2 separate regions of the Rattus norvegicus genome follow, and region 1 is linked to region 2. Evidence: chromatin contacts called from public Hi-C data. All regions are on one chromosome and are shown on one strand. Each heading gives the region's core, a stretch centred on a gene start, on an enhancer-like site or on the middle of the called end of the contact. The rest is flanking DNA. Distances are from core to core; before and after follow the strand shown.

Evidence for each region. Hi-C and Micro-C count contacts between places; a contact is called where the count stands out from the background.
Region 1: a Hi-C map of the A7r5 cell line shows a contact between it and region 2, with 2.3 times the contacts expected there. The contact joins two enhancer-like sites. A contact is called at or near these places in 12 of 12 Hi-C or Micro-C datasets (the A7r5 cell line, the Rat2 cell line, Schwann cells and 7 more) and 1 of 1 datasets of contacts at active chromatin or transcription factors (oligodendrocytes).

What each region holds. Positions count from the first base shown.
Region 1 is chr4:147,048,665-147,053,167 of GRCr8, reverse strand. No RefSeq gene overlaps it. Among named protein-coding and RNA genes, the nearest start is that of Ssuh2, 27 kb to the left of the region's middle. Within about 2 kb of position 1,672, at least 5 of the 93 cell types and tissues checked have an H3K27ac peak or open chromatin away from gene starts, as enhancers often do. A contact at or near this core is called in the A7r5 cell line, where this site is marked.
Region 2 is chr4:146,893,259-146,897,550 of GRCr8, reverse strand. No RefSeq gene overlaps it. Among named protein-coding and RNA genes, the nearest start is that of Lmcd1, 54 kb to the left of the region's middle. Within about 2 kb of position 2,895, at least 54 of the 93 cell types and tissues checked have an H3K27ac peak or open chromatin away from gene starts, as enhancers often do. A contact at or near this core is called in the A7r5 cell line, where this site is marked.

The sequences.
Region 1 (4,503 bases), core at 423-2,922, 160 kb before region 2:
AACTAACTTTTGGAAGAGATTAGGTTTATTTAATTTTGAGTATGGAGGTTCAAGGCTCAAGACTGAGTGGAAGGTTAGTGGTGCCTTGATTTGACATATAGAGAGGGTGGTAGATTTATGGCTTCAAAATGAGCAGAAGGAGAGAGAAAGTAAAGTTCCACAATCCCTTCAGGAACAACCTTCCAATGACTCAAGAATTGCCTACTAAGGCCAACCTCCTCAAGGTCCTACACCTCCTTGTAGCAATGCCCCGTGGTCAAACCTTTGGTGCTGGTCTTGTGGGATAATAGCTATTAAGTCTCAGTGCTGGCTTTCCATGGCTGGTCCTCTTTAAGCCTTAGTTTTTCCTTTCTCTCTCTCTCTCTCTCTCTCTCTCTCTCTCTCTCTATATATATATATATATATATATATATATATATATGTATATATATACACATATATATATCTCCCTTCCTTCCTTCCTTTCTCCATCTCTTCCTTCCTTCTTTTCTCCCACACCTCTTTCTCCCCCTCCTTCCTTTCTCTTTCCCTCCCTCTTTCCCCTTCCTCCATCAACATTAGCATACATACCTAGAATGACTGTTAATCATTTTCACTCTATTAGTCTGCCTCATGCCTCTTCCTCTTCTAAGGAAGCCATTCTTCCCTCGCCATTCCTCTTCTACTCTCATGTCTGTTTTGTGTGTGTGACCCACTGAAGTTAGTGAGAGTTTCTTACCTGAGCTTGAGTGGAACCTTGCCTATTGACCGGCAGCTTACCAATTGCTACACCATTGAAACAAACGAGTCCTCTTCCCACAGCAACTAGCAGCTATTAATAACTGTAAATAGTCCCCCAGGGAGGGCAGGCTCTCATGAGTCGCCTTCCCATCCATGACGACATGCCTGGTTTTATGCAGGTCGTGTTACCACAGAAATAATGAGTTCACGAGTGTTATGGCCATGCATGCTATGACCAGAAGACAGATTTTTGTAGCACCCCCCCCATTTTCCTTCTCTTATATTCTTCCCACTTCATTTTCTGAGATGTTTCCCACACCTCAGAAAAGGCAGTCTTGTTTAGGACAGAGCACTTCACCATCATTTATTCTTGGCACGTTGATCAGGGAGGAAGCTCCTGGATCAGTGCTAGCTTGATGTCTCAGTGTCCTGTATCCAAAGTGTGTGGCTAGTGGCTTCAGCAAGAGGATCTTATCAGGTTCTGGTGGACTACCAAAATCAATTTCCATAGTGCTGTTTTGGGAAACACTGGGACCTCCGAGAGAATACCTGGGCACCCGCATTCAAATTATTATCTTTATTTTTAAAATACATTTTAGATTACCATTTAAAAATATAATAATAATGATGATAATAATAATAGTAATAATAATAATTTTTCATGCATCCTCATGTGTGGTTACCTCGCCTCTCTCCCCTCCACTTAAACTTTTCCACTGGCGTCTTCTAGCTCTCTTCTTTCATATCGTACATGTTCTAGAAAATCTCAGTTTCTTTGTCTGTGAAATGTGAAACGGCTTCACTCTAGATGCCTATTAGCTTTTTTTGTTTGTTTTTGTTTTTTTTTTTGTTTGTTTTTGTATGGAGAGGGGCGAGGAGAGAAGCGGGCGAGCTCACACAGCCCTCAAGATTTGGACTGCAGAAAGCGTTGGATAAACTGTGAGGCCACAGCTGTGTCCACCAGGAGGCAGCAGATACTCGCACATGAAACCTGCCCAGCATTGTTTTCTTATCCCAGCAGGTAAGCATGCAAGCTTAGGTAGCCACACTGTCCCCAGGTGGCACGTGCCACTGTGGCCATGTTATAAAGATGACACCTAATGCTTTCCTGCGCCATTTGGCTTTAGGATCTACGTTATTCCATTTCATAGAAGAGGAGGAGGCTGAAGCCTAGAGGGATTGAAAAACCCCAGGCCCAACTTTAACCCAAGGTTTGGTGGGTGAAACCTGGGCTGGAGGCCAGTGTGCCTGTCCTGGGGTCATCAGGAACATATTGTTAGGAGACTGTGCTAGCAGCTACTGGCTAGAAGTCGACTGACTGGAGTTCATGGAGGGAAGTTTTGGGTTTACTTTATCTTCTTGTCAAGGTAGGCTGGGCCCAGTTCACTGCCTGAGCCACTCCCCAGGGTAGAATTCTTTGACTTTCTGTTTCTGTCACTGCCTGGACAGAATACAGGGATTAATTACAGCCTGGGTGGAGTTTCCTGTTGCCTGTCATTCGTGGAATAGAGTCACAATACTGTATGGCATGTCGAGTGCTTACGTACAACAGCTGGTAGCTCTAGTCTGGAAGGTTATGGAAGCTTTGAAAGGTAGGACCTTGCTAGCAGAAGTCAGTGGCTAGGAGCAGGTCTACACATGTTCCACTAGCCCCTGGCTCCCATTCCCCATCATACTGTTTCCTGGTCCGCAGGGATGGGAACAGTCACTGCGAACTGAAATGCTCTGCCATGCTTTCCCTACCATGAGAGACTGAAACCCTCTTCAAGAGTGAGCCCGTTTCTTCTTTCAGGTGTCCTGTGCCGCAACAATGCAAAACTGACTGACATAGTTCTCCTGGGAAAGTGTTTGTGTTATGTTCTACAAGGGAGAAGGAGCACAGACAGCAAAATAATCAATGACCAGGCTAGTGTATGTGTACAGGCTAGACTCTGGATGTCCTTAAGTTTTTCACTGGAAGACAGTAAGTCTGTGGGACAGTGGACCATACCAGGAAACTTGATAAGGTACAACAGGTCTGAGACCCCTGTCTTAGGGTTCCTATTTCTGCTCACACATCATGACCAAGAAGCAAATTGGGGAGGAAAGGGTTTATTCAGCTTACTTCCATGCTGCTCATCACCAAAGGAAGTCAGGACTGGAACTGATGAAGAGACCAAAGGAAGCAGGTCAGGAAGCAGGAGCTGATGCAGAGGCCATGGGGGGGATGTTTCTTATTGGCTTGCTTCCCCTGGTTTGCTCAGCTTGCTCTCTTACAGAACTCAAGACTACCGGCCCAGGGACGTCACCACCTTCAATGGGCTGGGTCCTCCCCACTTTATCACTAATTGAGAAAATATCTTACAGGTGGATCTCATGAAGGCATTTCCACAACTGAGGCTCCTTTTTCTGTGATAAATCAGCTTGTGTCAAGTTGACCCACAAAACTAGCCAGAGCAACCCTGATACCTGGGAACCCACCTGAGATGGGAGGTAGGCACCCTGCTCCCTGCCAGATTCCTGGCCTGCTACATGTGTCCACACTCCCCAAGTCCATCATGTAGCCCAAAACATATTCTCCATGCTACTGAGGTTTAACCAATAAGCTTTCCTACCTAGGCATTCCTCCCTGCAAAAGGTATCTAATCTCTGGTGCACTCTGAGAAGTTGGTATGCATTGATTTGCCATGTTGAATAGTCAATAAATGGTATAGACAAGCATGAACCGTCTCTTCCACCAAAATCACCATGAAGAGCACAGAGAGGGCCTTTCCCTACAGAGTCACAGCCTAAGTCTCCCATAGAAGGACTCTCTGGACTTCCAGACAACTGCTGCCAACCTAAGGACAATCACTGATGAGTGAAGCTGGAGCTCCCCATTTCCCCAGCCCCAGGGTCTTCATCTTCAGCCTTCAGGACCCCAATAGTCCTGGCCTTGTTGAGTGCACATAGACCCCTAATTGTTCCCAACTCCTCTGTGCAATACCCCAGTGGCAAGTGGAGGCCTGGGGGTCAGGGAACCCCAACTTTGGTCTTCCCCATCTTAGAATGCATTTTCTCAACCCCTGAGTGGTGCGTTGACCCTTCCCTATAACCCAACACCTGACAGTGGGGATTCAGGGAGACACAGTCAAGCACTCCCTACATTTTACCTCCCCACAGAACACAGACACACATAAGTCTCCACTGGTTCAAGGTCCTTACACATGAACTTGGTAAGACATCATCATGCTGGAGGAATTTCTCTGAGGATATATGGTATTAGCCAAACACTTTCTGTCTATACTGACTGGAATCCTGCATGAAGCTGGTCAGGAATATCAGAGTCTTGGCTTCTCTTCCTCACCAAGATTTACATCATCTATCAGTGATCATCTTGTCCCTAGAAGGAAGATGCTGAGGACAATGGACACTGATGTTTCTAAGAGACAGAATGTTTCTTCTTTGGTGCAGAATGTAGCAGACACATGGGTGTTTGTGTGCATGAGTGCATATGTGTGTGTGTGTGTGTGTGTGTGTGTGTGTGTGTGTGTGTACACACCAAAGGTCAATATCATGTGTCTTCTTTGATCTTAATTTTTGAGACAGAGTCTCTAACTGTACTCAAAACCCACCAGTTGGCTAGACTGACTTGCTAGTGAGTTTAGGGATCTTTCTATCCCTGCTTCCCCTGGTATTAGATTATGGGTTCTCAGCCATGCTGCACTTCTTACATGGGTATGGGAGATTGGACTTAGATACTCATGCTTGTGTAGAAAGTGTGCTTTTACAAACTGAGCCACCTCTCTAGGCTCAGAATGCTCT
Region 2 (4,292 bases), core at 1,646-4,145:
CTGTTGTTTCTACCAAGACAGTGCTATCCACCAGCTGTCTTAGATATTCTTTAGCTGTTTCTATTTCTCTCCCTCCTTAAGCACAGCAATTGGACCAGCCCCAGGCACAGGGCAGGCACTCACTCGCCACTTGATTATGCTAAGTTTGTTCATACTTGGTCCTTTGGATTAGAAATGGTCATGAACCGAGATGTTTGGTTCTAGAACGAGGGAAGGAGCGATTGAGGCAGGAATCCTAAATTGGTAGCACGGACAAGGGTTGCCACAGTCACAGATATGTTGTATTTCTGTTTGGTTTGGCTGATCTAGTAAAGAGGTGACATAGTTAGTCAGGGGGTTCATGGTTTTACAAACTGAGTAGCTTAGCTTTGCCATTGTTCTCCTTCAGATTCAATACCCTACCCGTTTTGTTCGTTGTGTTAGACACTTGGCTGTTTGGTTATTTGCCCATTCCACCTGAAGGTAACGGACACTTAAAAATTAAACACATTTCCCAATTATAGGAAACACCAAATATTACAGTCGCTCCAGATCTCTAAAGGGAAGTTCTTACATTAGTTATTTCTTGCTTGCTTGGATGGAGAATTTTAATAGGAAATTATTCAATTAAATAATGAAAAGTCAGACTCTAAGTTTACTACAGAGTGCACAACATTGTAACTTTTGAAAAGAGTCAAATTTCCTTTAATGTATTTTTATCTTATGTGTCTGCACGTGAGTGTGGGGAGTGTCTGTGTGTTTGTGTGTGCCTATGTGTATACAACTGAAATTGCCACTAGAGCCCAGAAAAGGGCATTAGAACACCTGGAACTGGAATTACAGATGTGAGCTGCCACGTGGGTGCTGGCAACTGGACCCTACTCTTTTGCCAGACCAACAAGTTACTGATAACCACTGAGCGATCTCTCCTACCCCCACAAGTGAGCTTTAATAAACCTCCAAGGCTGTTAATATGCACACCACAAGAGGAAGCACAGCTTAACAGGCTAGCAGCTCTCTACTCCTAGTATGATTAGGGATCACCTGTGTGGCTTGTTCTCCTTGTCATTTCTGAGCCCAGAGGCTACCACACTTCAGTTGAGGTAATGCCTGAATCTTGCACGCCTAGCCTCCATGTAGGAGAGTCTGACACAGGTAGTCCCAGAATCAGTTTAAAAAACGCAGAAGGCAGGCCTGACCTCAGCTACCTGGAAAGAAGGTTGAGACAGGAAGGTTGTAAGTTCAAGGCCTACCTGGGCAACTTAGTGAGACCTTGTCTCACACAAACAAGAAACCAAACCAACCAACCAACCAAAACTAACCAAACAAACAAATGAACAAACAAAAAAACAAGTGGAGAAAGAACCCAAAGTTTAACAAAGTGCAGGAATGATACAGAAAATTAAGTGTTTGAAAGTCTGGGCATGGATATCCTCTGGAAATGACACTGAAGATGTAGGTGTCTGGCCTTTGTCCCCTGATGTTCTGATTGAGCAGATTGAGGACTAGGCCCAGGAATCTGCCTTTGGGTTAGTCACCTCAGGCTAGGGATCAGGGAGACATATTTTGACCCCCATGGCTCAGGGTAATAAGCTTTCCAAGAGCAAAGGACAGTACACTCATGACCTTGCAACACTAGGGCAGCGACTTCCAGCTGGAGGAACCCCAGTGACTGCCGTGTTTACACCTACACTGTCAGTTCCATAGGCAGAGGATATGAAAGGTGTGTCTTAAAAGGTGGGGGTGGAGGGATATCAGCTGGTTGTTTAACCCAGTCATCAGTGCTGGGGAAGTCAAGGTAGCTTTGATCTTCCTACCTGAAATGAGAGTGGATGGGCTGGTGACATAGCTCAGTGGTAGAGTGCTTGAAGTTCTAGATTCAATTCCAAGCACAGCAAAACCTAAGTTAAAAATAATAAATAATAAGCAAGATGGTGGTCTATACTTGTGGGCAGAAGGGAGGCACTGTTCAGAGTTCATGCGTTCATTACAGTAGAAAGTAAGAGTAGTGTTCACTGAGCACCTACAGTATACCAGATCACATTAATTTCATTCATTAGCCTGTTAAATGCTCACACTGACCCTGCGTTGTATACAAGATGGGTTTATTAAAAGATTGGTTTATTTTTAAACACACACACACACACACACACACACACACGAATATTTTACCTGCATGTATGTACTTGCAATATGTATATGCAGTGCTCACAGAGGCCAGAAGAGGGCACCAAATACCCTGGAACTAGAGTCAAAGAAGGTTGGGAACTGCCAGTGGGTGCTGGGAACTAAACTTGATTTCTCTCAGAATGACTCAATGTCTCTTTTGATACCAGTGCCTACAAGGCTACATACTCCGAGAGCCCTCCCTCTACATCTTATGATGGCTCTCTACCCTGTGGGCAATGCCCGGGGTAATATGGGGTCTAAGCTTTGCATTTTCCCAGTGTAACACTCCCCCTGGAGCCAGGCCAGTGCAGCTCCCAGATGACAAACTGTTTGCTCTGTGTCTCTGGTATGTGCCTGGTGTAATATTTACCAACTGGTCGACTCTGTGGACAGAACAAGCCCTGAGACTGTCTGTGTTTGCTCCAGTGTGCTTCCTGGCTGGGATCGTTTCCATGGTAACAGCCCTTCCTGTCAGCAGGCTTGAAGGAAGGCACAAAGGACCACACTGTTGGGAATTGCTGCCTCTTGGCTGATGGGCTTCAGTTTTTGTCCTGGCTCTTGAACAAGAGGAGTAAGGTCTTCTTTTGAACATTTCCTCTTTACTTTCCTGTGCCCTGAAAGTGATCTTTTTGGCTTTGTGTTTTACATCCTGCAGGAAGGCTAGGTTCTGTGATTACCTGGTGGTGTGGAAGGTGGTGGTGGTGGTGGGGGAGCGGTGGATAGGGAAGTAGGAACAGCCCACAGAGGGATGTAATGGGATCTCGTGGTTTGGCTTTGTTTGATTTTGTTCACGGTGCAGCAATGCAAGTTTGACCTGCTGCAGATTTCCCTCATCTGAATAGCTCAGTCACTTCCCCATCCTGTTTCTGATTTAGAAAATTCCACTGGCTTGGAATACCCTTCCTCAACCCCAGCCTCCCCTGCCCCCACCCAGCCACCAATAGGCCCAGTGGTGGCCTGTGGAAATCAAATGCCAGCCACCTCAGTGGCCCTCTATCATCTGGTAGCCACTTTCACATAGCAAAAACAAACAGGTAACATTAATTTTAACAGTATATTTTATTGAGCTAAATATATCCCAAATATTATCATCTCTACAGGCAAACAATATAAAAATATTTAACTTTGTCTCTTCCCACTGAGTCTCCAAAATCTGGAAGGTATTTTACACTTGGCACACATCTTGGTCTAGACTAGCCACATTGCCTAGTGGCTCCTGGCACTGGAGCTAGTCTGCCCTGCAATACCTTTCCAACCTCTCCTGATGTCGCAGTTTCCCAGGGCATTAGGCACCCCTAATCCTGTGGGATTTCTGTGTCCCTGTGTCCAGGTCTCAGCACTCACCACTCTGGTTGCTTGGCAGTTATTTCTCTAAAGTGGCCTTTAAATCATCTTTCAAATGGCATGACATGAATTTTCACATTGCTTCCCCTGGACTCTTTTGCCCTCCCCCACTGACTTTTTATCTCTGGGATGCACTCAAGCCTGTGTATCACAGCTCATGAGGTCTTTTCTGTTACAGGAGCAGGAGTCAGATCAAGCATATGCCTCACATTTTGGCCATTTTGGGGTCTCCCTAAGAGTATTTGCCTGCATGAATGAGGATACTAGAGACAGGATTCTGCTGTTACTCCACACCACTGCTGTCCGTCCTCTTCTGCACCTCAGTGGCCAAGTGTGGCCCTAGGTAGACATTCTATGTCTCTCCATGTTTTCTCGAACACTCGTTTTTGCTGACTTCCTGGTTCAGACAACACACACACACAGAATGTATCATATAGGGCATATTCCACCCAAGTCTAGCGCAATGGAACGGTGGGTTTATTGGGGTTACTTTGGAACCACTGGTGAGGGGTTACTTCCATGAATGATGAAATCAGCAGGCAAGGACTCCAAAAAGCTGCATCCCTAAAGTGCTCTGCCCAACTTGGAGGCAGATCCCCATGGAAGATAGGAGAGTCTCCTCTGCCTCGGTAGTCGTTTACAGGCTGTGTACTCTTGGGAGGTGGGGGCAGTCTTGTACATCTCAGAATTTTCTGAGTTCCCTGAGTCCTGAGTTTGATGAGTTTGAGTTTATTTTATACCATATTTGGTGTGCCACCTGCTTGTCTTTCTGTGCACCAAGTGTGTGCAGTGCCTCCTGC